Linked DNA regions of Mus musculus: region 1 is linked to region 2. A link is a contact called in public HiChIP or PLAC-seq data. All regions are on one chromosome and are shown on one strand. Each heading gives the region's core, a stretch centred on a gene start, on an enhancer-like site or on the middle of the called end of the contact. The rest is flanking DNA. Distances are from core to core; before and after follow the strand shown. Region 1 overlaps Nsg2 (neuron specific gene family member 2). Region 2 has its middle 4.3 kb from the start of Gm40823.

Region 1 (4,555 bases), core at 1,733-4,232, 140 kb before region 2:
ATTGTCAAAGAATGCATTTAGTCAAGAAGAAGAAGGAAAAAGAGAGGCTGAGAATGTTACTCAGTGGTAGAGCACTTGCTGAGCCGATGTTAGGCTCAGAGTTTCATCATTAGTATGCACACACACACTCATGCACTCATCCACAGATTTGTTCACAGACACTCACACACATTTGTTTTCATTGAAAAGTAGAAAACTGGAATTGTGTTGCCTGATAAAGGTGGCCCCATGATACACTGCTCCCTTTGTCAAAGTAAGATACAGATTATGGCAGTAATACCCATAACGCTGGCAAACATAATCGGAGAGGCAGAATCAGCAGCGTCACCATGCCTGCTGGGATGGGAGAGTGCTATGGGCTATTTGAATGTATTCGTGTGTGTTTGGAAGGGGGCTTGTCATCTCTGATGTCTGTGGGATGGACAACAAGTTCTAGTGGCCAGAGGAAAGGGAGGGAGAAACGCTGTCTCTGAGCTAACACTTGGCCAATTTTGCAGGTGATCGTGAAGACAAGAACAGAATACCAGCCGGAACAGAGGAACAAAGGGAAGTTCCGGGTGCCAAAGATCGCTGAATTTACGGTCAGTTCCTCAGTGGGATGGAATGGAAGGGGACACTTGCTGTGGCGCAGGGACTCTGTGGAGTAGGAAAGTGGTACAGGCTATTTCAGGAGGGATTATGGAAGTCACTCCGACTTCAACACGGAGGTTCATCCCAGGACAAGAGTGCTACCCAAGCTCTCCGGTTCCGACAGATTTGATAATTGATAAAGAGTGACTACAGCTTCTCATTTATCCCCTGCCCTCTTCTTCCTGTGTTTCCACCACAATCTTCAGGAAATGTGACAGGAACATATTAAGAAACACAAATTTTAGTCAGCAGCTTTGGTCATTAATGGATAGCAGAAGGAAGAAGAAGCAGACAGGTACAAGCCAGTGGTGTATTTGTTTTTTGTTTTGTTTTGTTTTGTTTTGTTTTGTTTTGTTTTGTTTTGTTTTGTTTTGTTTTCAGGAGTGGGGGCATGGTGGAGATTTAGTCACTAGCAGTGGACAGAGCAGTTAAGCATGATATGTAAAGATGATAGGAGGAGCTGAGGTTAGTGTGTGTGGAGCTGCTTAGGAACTGACAGGAGAAGGAAGCCAGCATTCAGCAGGCATGAGGGGGCTGGGGACTGAGAGAGCAAAGCCTGTGCAGAGGCCCCGAGGCTGTAAGAGTGCTGCCCAATAAGAACAAGGGCAGTGAGGCTGCGCTCTAGAAAAGGGGCAAGATGTAAAAATGCTGCACCAATAGGAACACCACCAGATAAGTCAGGAGAAGTCTGTAGGATGCAGGTAGTCTCAAGCCTTGTGGGCTGTGTGGATGACTGTTGAAAGCGGTAGGAAGCCTCTTCAGGATTTCAAGTAGAGGAGGGATGTGACTGAATTTGGGCTTTAGAAAAATTGCATCGTCTTTCACATAATGTGTGATGGGCAAGAGGTTAAATGGGAGACTGTGAGGCTACTGAAGTGTCCAAGTAAAAATTAGTAGTGATCCAGACAAGACTAGTGAGTGGATAGCCGCAAAAGCAGACCTAACGAGCTGAAAGTAGATACTGCCCTTGGTTATCTGGGTACTGGAGTGGGTTTCCTTCTGCCCTTCATTGTTGCTGAAGCCAATTAACTACTCAAAGCATGCCGGCAGCAGCGACGGCACAAGTGTTTCTCGCTACCCACCCCAATGTTCAGGGTTCCTGAATGAAACACACACACACACACACACCCTTATATTTTAATATGCCTTAAACAGCTCAATGGCTGAGCCACTCCCAAACTTCCACACAGCTAACACACTCCCCTCCGATATTCCTGAGTTACTACTCATTAAAATCTATATTCCATTTTTGTTGCCCTAAACCCCGTCAGGGGTCCCCTGAGGCCACTCTTCCCAGGCTCTTACATGTTGGCAAGCTGTCCTGCACACCTCAGGCATGGCAGCTGCCCCTTTCCCAGCGCAGCAGCTATCCCTTCCTCCCTCCTTGTTCCTTGCTCTGGAATCCTAAAAGTCCCACCTCTGCCTCCTTGTCAAACCATTAGCTGTTGGCAACTTTAATTACCAATCAAAACAGAGGTCAGGGACCCTCAGTGTTTTACATGCAAATTCTCGTGCAATTTTGGGGACCCAATTAACATAATACAAGCATTAGACCAAACCAGAACACATGACAGTCTTTCTCTGCACTAAATCTGTATTTGAGTGGCTGAGTGTGTGATGCTGGCTCTCTAGCAAAGGCGGGGACTGCTCATTTACTGTCATCTTACCATGTTTTCCACTGTGCAATGTGGACTTAGTACGAGGGGGACTGGCCCCTGCTGTGTGCAGCCACCTGCGGGGAAAAGTTATGAGGGGCAAGCAGGAGGGAATGGGGGTAATATGTACAAATCGGGCCCTGGAGTAAAGTTGACTTGTCTTGGCTCTGTCGTTCATAAAAGGCACAGAGTCACACATAAGAATACTAACAGTAGTGCTATATATAAAAATCAAAGTATTAGACAAGGTTAGACTTCCTACCTTTCTCTTGATTTCACGAATAAAACTATATCTCTATAGTGGACTATTTTACAAATTCTTAAGCTTTACCTTTTTAGGCTAGCAAGATGGCTCAGAAGATGACCTAAATTCAATTCTTAGAGCACACATAAGGGGAGAGAGTTAACTGTATAGAATTGTCCCCTGACCATGCTTGCCTTGTACACATGTGCACAAACACACACACACACACACAAACACACACACGAGAGAGAGAGAGAGAGAGAGAGAGAGAGAGAGAGAGAGAGAGAGAGAGAGAGAGAGAGAGAGAGAGAGAGAGAGCGAGCTGGGAGTCCCCAGTGGATGAGGTGGTATAACTCCCCCATTAATCAGAGAGATGATTCAGTCCGCTGGCCCAGTTACCCAGTGTCAAAGCCAGAGCCAGTGTCAGAGCTGGGCCTGTCTGTCTGGCCTTTCTGTCCAGCCATGCTGCCTGTAGTAGAAATGAGTCAGCTAAAATAATGAACAGAGTAGCTCTAAGCCGGGTTCAGGCCTGATCACTGCCTTTAATCCAGTTTTGTTCAGTTGATCCTCACGGGTCAAGTCAGTTCTGGAAGAAGAGATTTGTGTTTCACTAGCAGCCCTTTGCGAGCCTTGACTGTCAGGCGTGGGTGGGGACAAGCCCTGCCTTTTGGAACAAAAAGAAGGGGGGAGGGGATGGAAATGAAGCAGATTCTCATTTGCTTATATAAAGCTTGAAGTGTTAATTAGCCTGGTTTTCAGCTTTCTTCAGAGAGCTTCCTCTGGGCTTTGTAAAGGATGCATCTGCTGGTTGCAGGGTGGTAGGGGAAAAGGGTGAGGAAGCTGTGTGGTAATTAAGAAGAGTCTGAAGGTCTTAGATGAGGAAGCTCACTGGGGCTCAGGGACCCACCACGTATGTCTGCTGTGGGAGCAGAATCATAGAACTTATTTTTGCCTGGGAAAGGAAGATTGGGCTTCTCTGACTGGACCAATGGTTCAAGCTTTGCAAGATGCTGGCTGGGAGAGGTTCTGAGCCGAGTAGCCATGGTGTGTGGAGGTTTGGCTTGCTGCCACCCTTAGATGTGCCTGGAGCTGTGGGTGGAGATGCTGGGGGAACATCTTTACAGACAGCCTCAGAGAGCTTAGCACGGACAGTTGCTGCTCACCCCTACCCCACCCCTGTGCACCCTGTTTTTCTGTATCTCCAGAGGTTCTTCCAAAAGGCTTGAAGAGTGTCCTTAGGCTAACAGGAACAAATCCATCCATCCTGAGCCCTGGGAGCTGGGGATGCTGTTAAACTGCCTGCTACAGAACATAATGATGTTTTAGAATGGCAGTTCTCAACCTTCCTAATGCTACAACCCTCTAATGCAGTTTCTCATGTTGTGGGGACCCCCAATCATAAGATTACTTCATTGCTACTTCATAACTATAATTTTGCTACTGTTATGAATCACAATGTAATTATCTGATATGCAGGTTATCTGATTCCCAAAGGGGCTGTGACCCACAGGCTGAGAACCACGGCTCTGGAAAGTTCTGGTGTTAAAGCTGTGGTTCTGCTGTGGGAAGCACTGGTGCATGGATGGACTGGTATTATGGAGGAGCTGGTGGTGTGGAAGGTTTATGCTGCATTGAAGAATGGGTGTCACAGATAGAAGGCTGTGGTGTTCTGGGCAGCTCTAGTGCTGTGGAGGAGCTGGTGATACAGGCATCTGATACATACAGGGCACCAGATTCAGGAAGAATTTTGGTGCTATAGAAGGTGCTGGTGGAACCAAAGGTAGTGACACTTTGGAAGGATGAGTTCTAAAGGAAGATCCTGGTGGTGTGGAGGGCACTGGTTATGGGATGGTGACAGTGTGGGCCATTTGTGCTGCCTGAAGCTTCTGGTGTAATGGAGAATGTGATATTATGGAGATACAAGCGCTGTTGAAAGTTCTGCTGTGCGAGATTCTGATACTGTTGAAGATGGCAGCAGATTGGAAGGTACTGTTGCTCCAGGAAGCCTTGGTATGAAGGAAAGTAT
Region 2 (5,018 bases), core at 2,111-4,610:
AAAAAGACAATGAAAAAAATATAAATAAACATCTTGGTGGACGACATGAGAACAACAGTCTCAGCCATGTGGGGAAGGAATGAGCATCAAGGAGGACACACAGCTCTCAAACATCAACAAGGAGAAAATCGCAAATGAACACTAGGGTATGATCAAATGACCAGACTGTGTCAGTAAGACATCAAATTGAAAACAAAAGTTTTTAGAACTAAAGACATATAGAATCTATTCAGTGAAATTATGCTAGAAAATTTCTCAAATTTAAGGGGCTGCGTGATTGGGAGCGCTTACTGCTCTTCAAGAGGTCCTGAGTTCAATTCCCAGCAACCACATGGTGGCTCACAACCCTCTGTAAGGCAGCTACAGTATACTCATATACATTAAATCAATCAATCAATGAAGAAGAAGAAGAAGAAGAAGAAGAAGAAGAAGAAGAAGAAGAAGAAGAAGAAGAAGAAGAAGAAGAAGAGATATTTTAGAACACCAAATATATATGACCAAGGAAGACCCTCTCTACAATATGCTACTATCAAGATTTCAAAAATACTAAACAAAGAAACAATATTACAAACTGTAAAAGTAAGCCCATCAAATCCCATCAAAAGGCTGACACATCAAAATAATATTAGATATTTTATCCGTGACATTAAAAGTCAGGAAAGTATGAAGGATGAAGTGACAATACATGTGTCACACACAGTCTGTGACATGAGATACAGCCTACAGCTATCTCAATCGAGATATTATCTAGATTAGATTGGCCTGTGGGTGTGTCTGTGGGGGACTGCCTTGATTACTTCCAGTGATGTGGAAGGGTTCAACTCACTGTGGGAGGAGCCATCCCTGTGGGAGGAGCAATCCCTTTAAGGCAGGTGGGCCTGAGTTATATAAAGAAGCTAGTTAAGCTGGGCATGGTACCACACGCCTTTGAACCCAGCACTAGAAAGGTACAGGCAGGTCAGCCTGATCTACATAGGGAGTTCCAGAACAGCCAGGCCCATGTAGAGAACCTGTTGAGAGAGACAGAGAGAGAGGGGGAGGGGGAGGGGGGAGGGGGAGGGGGAGAGAGCGAACAAAATGACCTGTGAGTGAGTCAGAGAGCAACCCAGCAAGCAGCATTCCTCTAGTGGCTCCTGCCTTCAGTTCCTGTCTTAAGCTACCACCCTGACTTCCCTCAGTGATGGACTGTGACCTGGAAATATAAAATAAAATGAACCCTCTCCTCCCCTAAGCCTCATGGTGTTTGTCAGCAAGTTGGAAAGGTAACTAAACTTACCAGATGGTAACTTTATCACAGCAATTAAAAACAGGTCCGTTATGGGAGTCAGCCTTTATTTTTTTTTATTTACTTTATTTCATCATATGAGTGTTTTGGATGAATGTATGTATGTGTACCATATGCATGCCTCATGCCCCAGGAAGCAAAAAATAACACTGGATCCCCTGGAGCTAGAGTTAAAGATAGCTGTGAGCCACCATGTGGATGCTGACAGCTGAATGAGGGACCTCTTCAAGAGCAGCCGGTGCTCTAACCACCGAGCCATCTCTCCGGCCCCTCAGCCTTTAATCTTCCTTTCTCACCTTTGTATTCTAAGGGAATACAAAAGCCCAATCTCCTAGTAGCAGATGAAGATTATCGGCAGGAACTCATGATGCTGACACTCCGGTGCCTTCTGTCTGAAATGTGACACAGGAAACAGTGTAGACAGAAGATGGTCAGAGTCAAAGATAGGAAGGTCTAGGATCTACCTAAGAGTCTAGGATCCATAGGAACTTTGAAGTCAGTCATGTGGTTTTGCTTTATAAGGTATGCTGAGTTTACCTACCCCAGTTGCAAACACATCTGCATATCTCTTCTATTTGGCTCATCACTAGCCAACATAACTAGCTGCACCCTCTGATCTATAGTCCACTCTAAAGAGTCTCATCTCAAAGCAGAACGATTCAGTCAGTTCTGGGTTTCCTCACTCAAGTCAAGGGTTTCTTTGCTTTCCCACCCATGTCTGGTTCTTAAGTAGCATCATGTGAGATGGACTATTAGTTTCTGGGTTTTTCTAGGTCCACTTGACTCCCCACTACTCCAAAGGGTCCTTGGCCATTGTGGGACTGAGTAATCAACTTGGAAGTAGAACTGGTTGATTTGGCTAATAGGTTTACAGGATTTCATCTATGACTGGTTGGCCCTGTTGCTTTGGCCCTATGAAGAAACAATATGTTCTGTCAGGGGACATGTGATAGAGCAAAGTCATTTACCTAATTGCTTGGACACACATACACACACACCACATGCACAGAAACATTCACAAATACACACACGCGCACACACGTATACCACAGAAGAAGGACAAGTTTACTCCCACAACCCTCTTCTGCAGCATACCCTCAGAGACCTAACAACTTTACAGTAAGCACCCGTCAGTCCAGATGAACTCCCCTCCCAATGTTGCCATGGGCTCATTAACGTCTTTAATGTCTATGGGCGTTTGGAGGGCATGTCACGTCCAATCTGTGACATTGTGAGTGTCAAGGGTGTCGTTGCTGCCAAACCACATCCTCACCAGGCCCAACCTGTTTCCTGGTCCAGTCTCACACTTAAGAGGAATTTTCTATTTTGTTGCTATTGTGGCTTCCTTTTTTATTTTTTGGAGCCTGACTGGCCTCAAATACACAATCCTCAGCCTCCCATATGTACCACCACACCCACTAAAAACAGGAAGATTTCTGATCCCAAATGTTGAGTCCTTGTTTCTGATTCTCTTGTCTGTGCATGGCTTATTCCAGCTTCTACTCCACTGGGCCTGGCGCCTAGGGGCTGTATAAGCTCTCCACCGCCCTGGACCCACAGAGAAAGCCAGGAGCAGATCTGTCCTCATTCAGATGCCCCCATAATTAATTCACATGCTCTGGGGTCTGTTCCAGCCCCTACTTAACTGGGGGTGAGGGGGGGGGATGGGGAGGCAGGTATATCTAAAAGATCACTGGTATATGTCTCTGGCCATCTTTCATCTGTATGATTCCCTGGTCACATTTCAGACAGAAGGCAAGAGAGTGTCAAGATGGGCACATGCTCTTGCCAGGTTTTTGTTTGTTTGTTTTTTGGGTTTTTTTTGTTTTTTGTTTTTTGGGTGGTTTTTTTTTTTTTTTTTTTTTTCATCTGTCACGAGGAGCCTGGGGCTTTTGTTTCATTGTTTTATTAAGTCTTCTCTTGAGATACTTGTGGCCCGCTTCTTGAATGGAAAAGGGTGGTGGGGGGGGAACATCTGTGAATGTATCAAACTCTTTCAGCTGTGGTTTTCTGTGAGGGGCAGTGACTGGAGTGGCGAGGCCCAAGGCATGTGACATTCCCCATTGTCTTGCTTCACATTCCCAGGTTCCTAAGCGGCAGCCCAATCTGCAGGCGAGGCAACGTTTGCCAGAGGCTGTGCACCGTTCAAACCTGGCACGGGAGAGCCGGAGCTGAAAGTGTGAGGAGGAGGAGGGAGGGAGAGTGAGTTTTGTGTCTTTGCCCGAGGCTGTGTTGCCACACCATCTGGAGCCAGGAGGAGAAGATGGAATAAATATAAGGTGTCGATGTACAGAGCGGAAATGCATGAAATTGGCAGGAGCTCGTTCATCATCCTGCAAATCTGTCTTTACAAAGTGAAATCAAAATCAAGCCAGTTTGAACAATATGGAGGCTGAGCAGCTCTTCCAAGAATAGCTAATGAAAGGGAGGGGGAGGGGGAGGCGGAACCCTACAGAAAATATGCAAATGTATGAAATTGGCAGGTTCCGTTGACACTTTAGTGTGATTAGTATGCTGATTGGTGTGCTTTGGAAAGCACTAAAGAAGGATCATATTGTTTTAGGGAGAAAAAAAATAATGAAAGCCAATAAAGAGCCCAGAACCTCCTAACGGGGAGGCTCCAGTGTGTAGTCAGCTGGGCCCCGGTGAATAGAGAGAAGAGTCCTGAGTAGATTCTGTCTACACCACGGAGCCTCCATAGAAACACGCCAGCACACTGTATTCATTTACTCATTCATTCATTCATTCATTCGTGCACACAACAAGGGCATCTACACTTTGCCTAGCACTGTGCAAGATGCTCAGGACACAAAGGGCTCAGATGCCTTCTCTGGCTCAGGGTACTTTCATAGAGGACGTCTGTTGCATCTCACAGAATAACAATTGCTATGTGAGTGTCTCTGCCACATGATGTAGATGCTGGGCAAAAGGGAGAGTTCACACTGAGACAGTGCAACATATTAGGGGTTATGGGTAGAGAGCTTGAAAAAGATTCACAGAGAATGACATTCAAAATTGCAGACTCTGGGAGCTGGAGAGATGGCTCAGCAGTTAAGAGCACTGACTGTTCTTCCAGAGGTCCTGAATTCAGTTCCCAGCAACCACATGGTGGCTCACAACCATCTGTAATGGGATCCGATGCCCTCTTCTGGTGTGTCTGAAGACAGCTACAGTGTACTCATATACATTAAATAAATAATATTTAGAGAGAGAGAGAGAGAGAGAGAGAGAGAGAGAGAGAGAGAGAGAGAGAGGACTTTGATGGATGCATGTGGAGAAGTAGGCTAAAGGCATTTGAGGCATAAATAACAGAATACCAAAAGATACAAACTCAGAAAAGTAACATTTCCTGGGCTTGGCAAGGTGCCACTTGAGTAGCTCCTCTGAGAATACCCACCTGAGAGCAGCTGGGTGTGGGAACCCTTTGGTAGGCTGGCAATTTTTTCAGCCTGCTGGATATTTGGGATCCTTTGAAGATAACTGTGACTGCTTTCTCTTCACACATTTCCCAGAATTCTGGAGGCTAACTGAAAGAGTAAGCCTATGGCAAGTGGACCATGACTGCACACACATTGCCTCTGTACCTGCGGCTGAACCATGACACGGAGAAGAGTTGGCACTGAGGAGCTTTCTGTAGTTTCCCTTTTTAGGGTGGAGGCCTCAGGCGCCTCTGGGGCAGTAGGACTAAAAGCAGGGGAAATTCATAGGGCCCTTGAAGTTCATGGATGGGAGG

The links. HiChIP or PLAC-seq counts read pairs in DNA pulled down with a chosen protein or histone mark.
Region 1: an H3K4me3 HiChIP or PLAC-seq map of embryonic forebrain shows a contact between it and region 2, with 5 times the contacts expected there. The contact joins two enhancer-like sites. A contact is called at or near these places in 1 of 15 datasets of contacts at CTCF or cohesin (CD8 T cells), 4 of 484 Hi-C or Micro-C datasets (cerebral cortex, cortical neurons and neural stem cells) and 8 of 115 datasets of contacts at active chromatin or transcription factors (embryonic basal ganglia, embryonic forebrain, embryonic hindbrain and 5 more).

Annotation. Positions count from the first base shown.
Region 1 is chr11:32,017,154-32,021,708 of GRCm38.p6, forward strand. It overlaps Nsg2 (neuron specific gene family member 2), which reads left to right. Exons shown (of 5, transcript NM_008741.4): 3 at 498-581. Among named protein-coding and RNA genes, the nearest start is that of Nsg2, 19 kb to the left of the region's middle. Within about 2 kb of position 2,983, at least 141 of the 459 cell types and tissues checked have an H3K27ac peak or open chromatin away from gene starts, as enhancers often do. A contact at or near this core is called in cerebral cortex, cortical neurons, embryonic basal ganglia and 4 more, where this site is marked.
Region 2 is chr11:32,154,506-32,159,523 of GRCm38.p6, forward strand. No RefSeq gene overlaps it. Among named protein-coding and RNA genes, the nearest start is that of Gm40823, 4.3 kb to the right of the region's middle. Within about 2 kb of position 3,361, at least 41 of the 459 cell types and tissues checked have an H3K27ac peak or open chromatin away from gene starts, as enhancers often do. A contact at or near this core is called in cerebral cortex, cortical neurons, embryonic basal ganglia and 4 more, where this site is marked.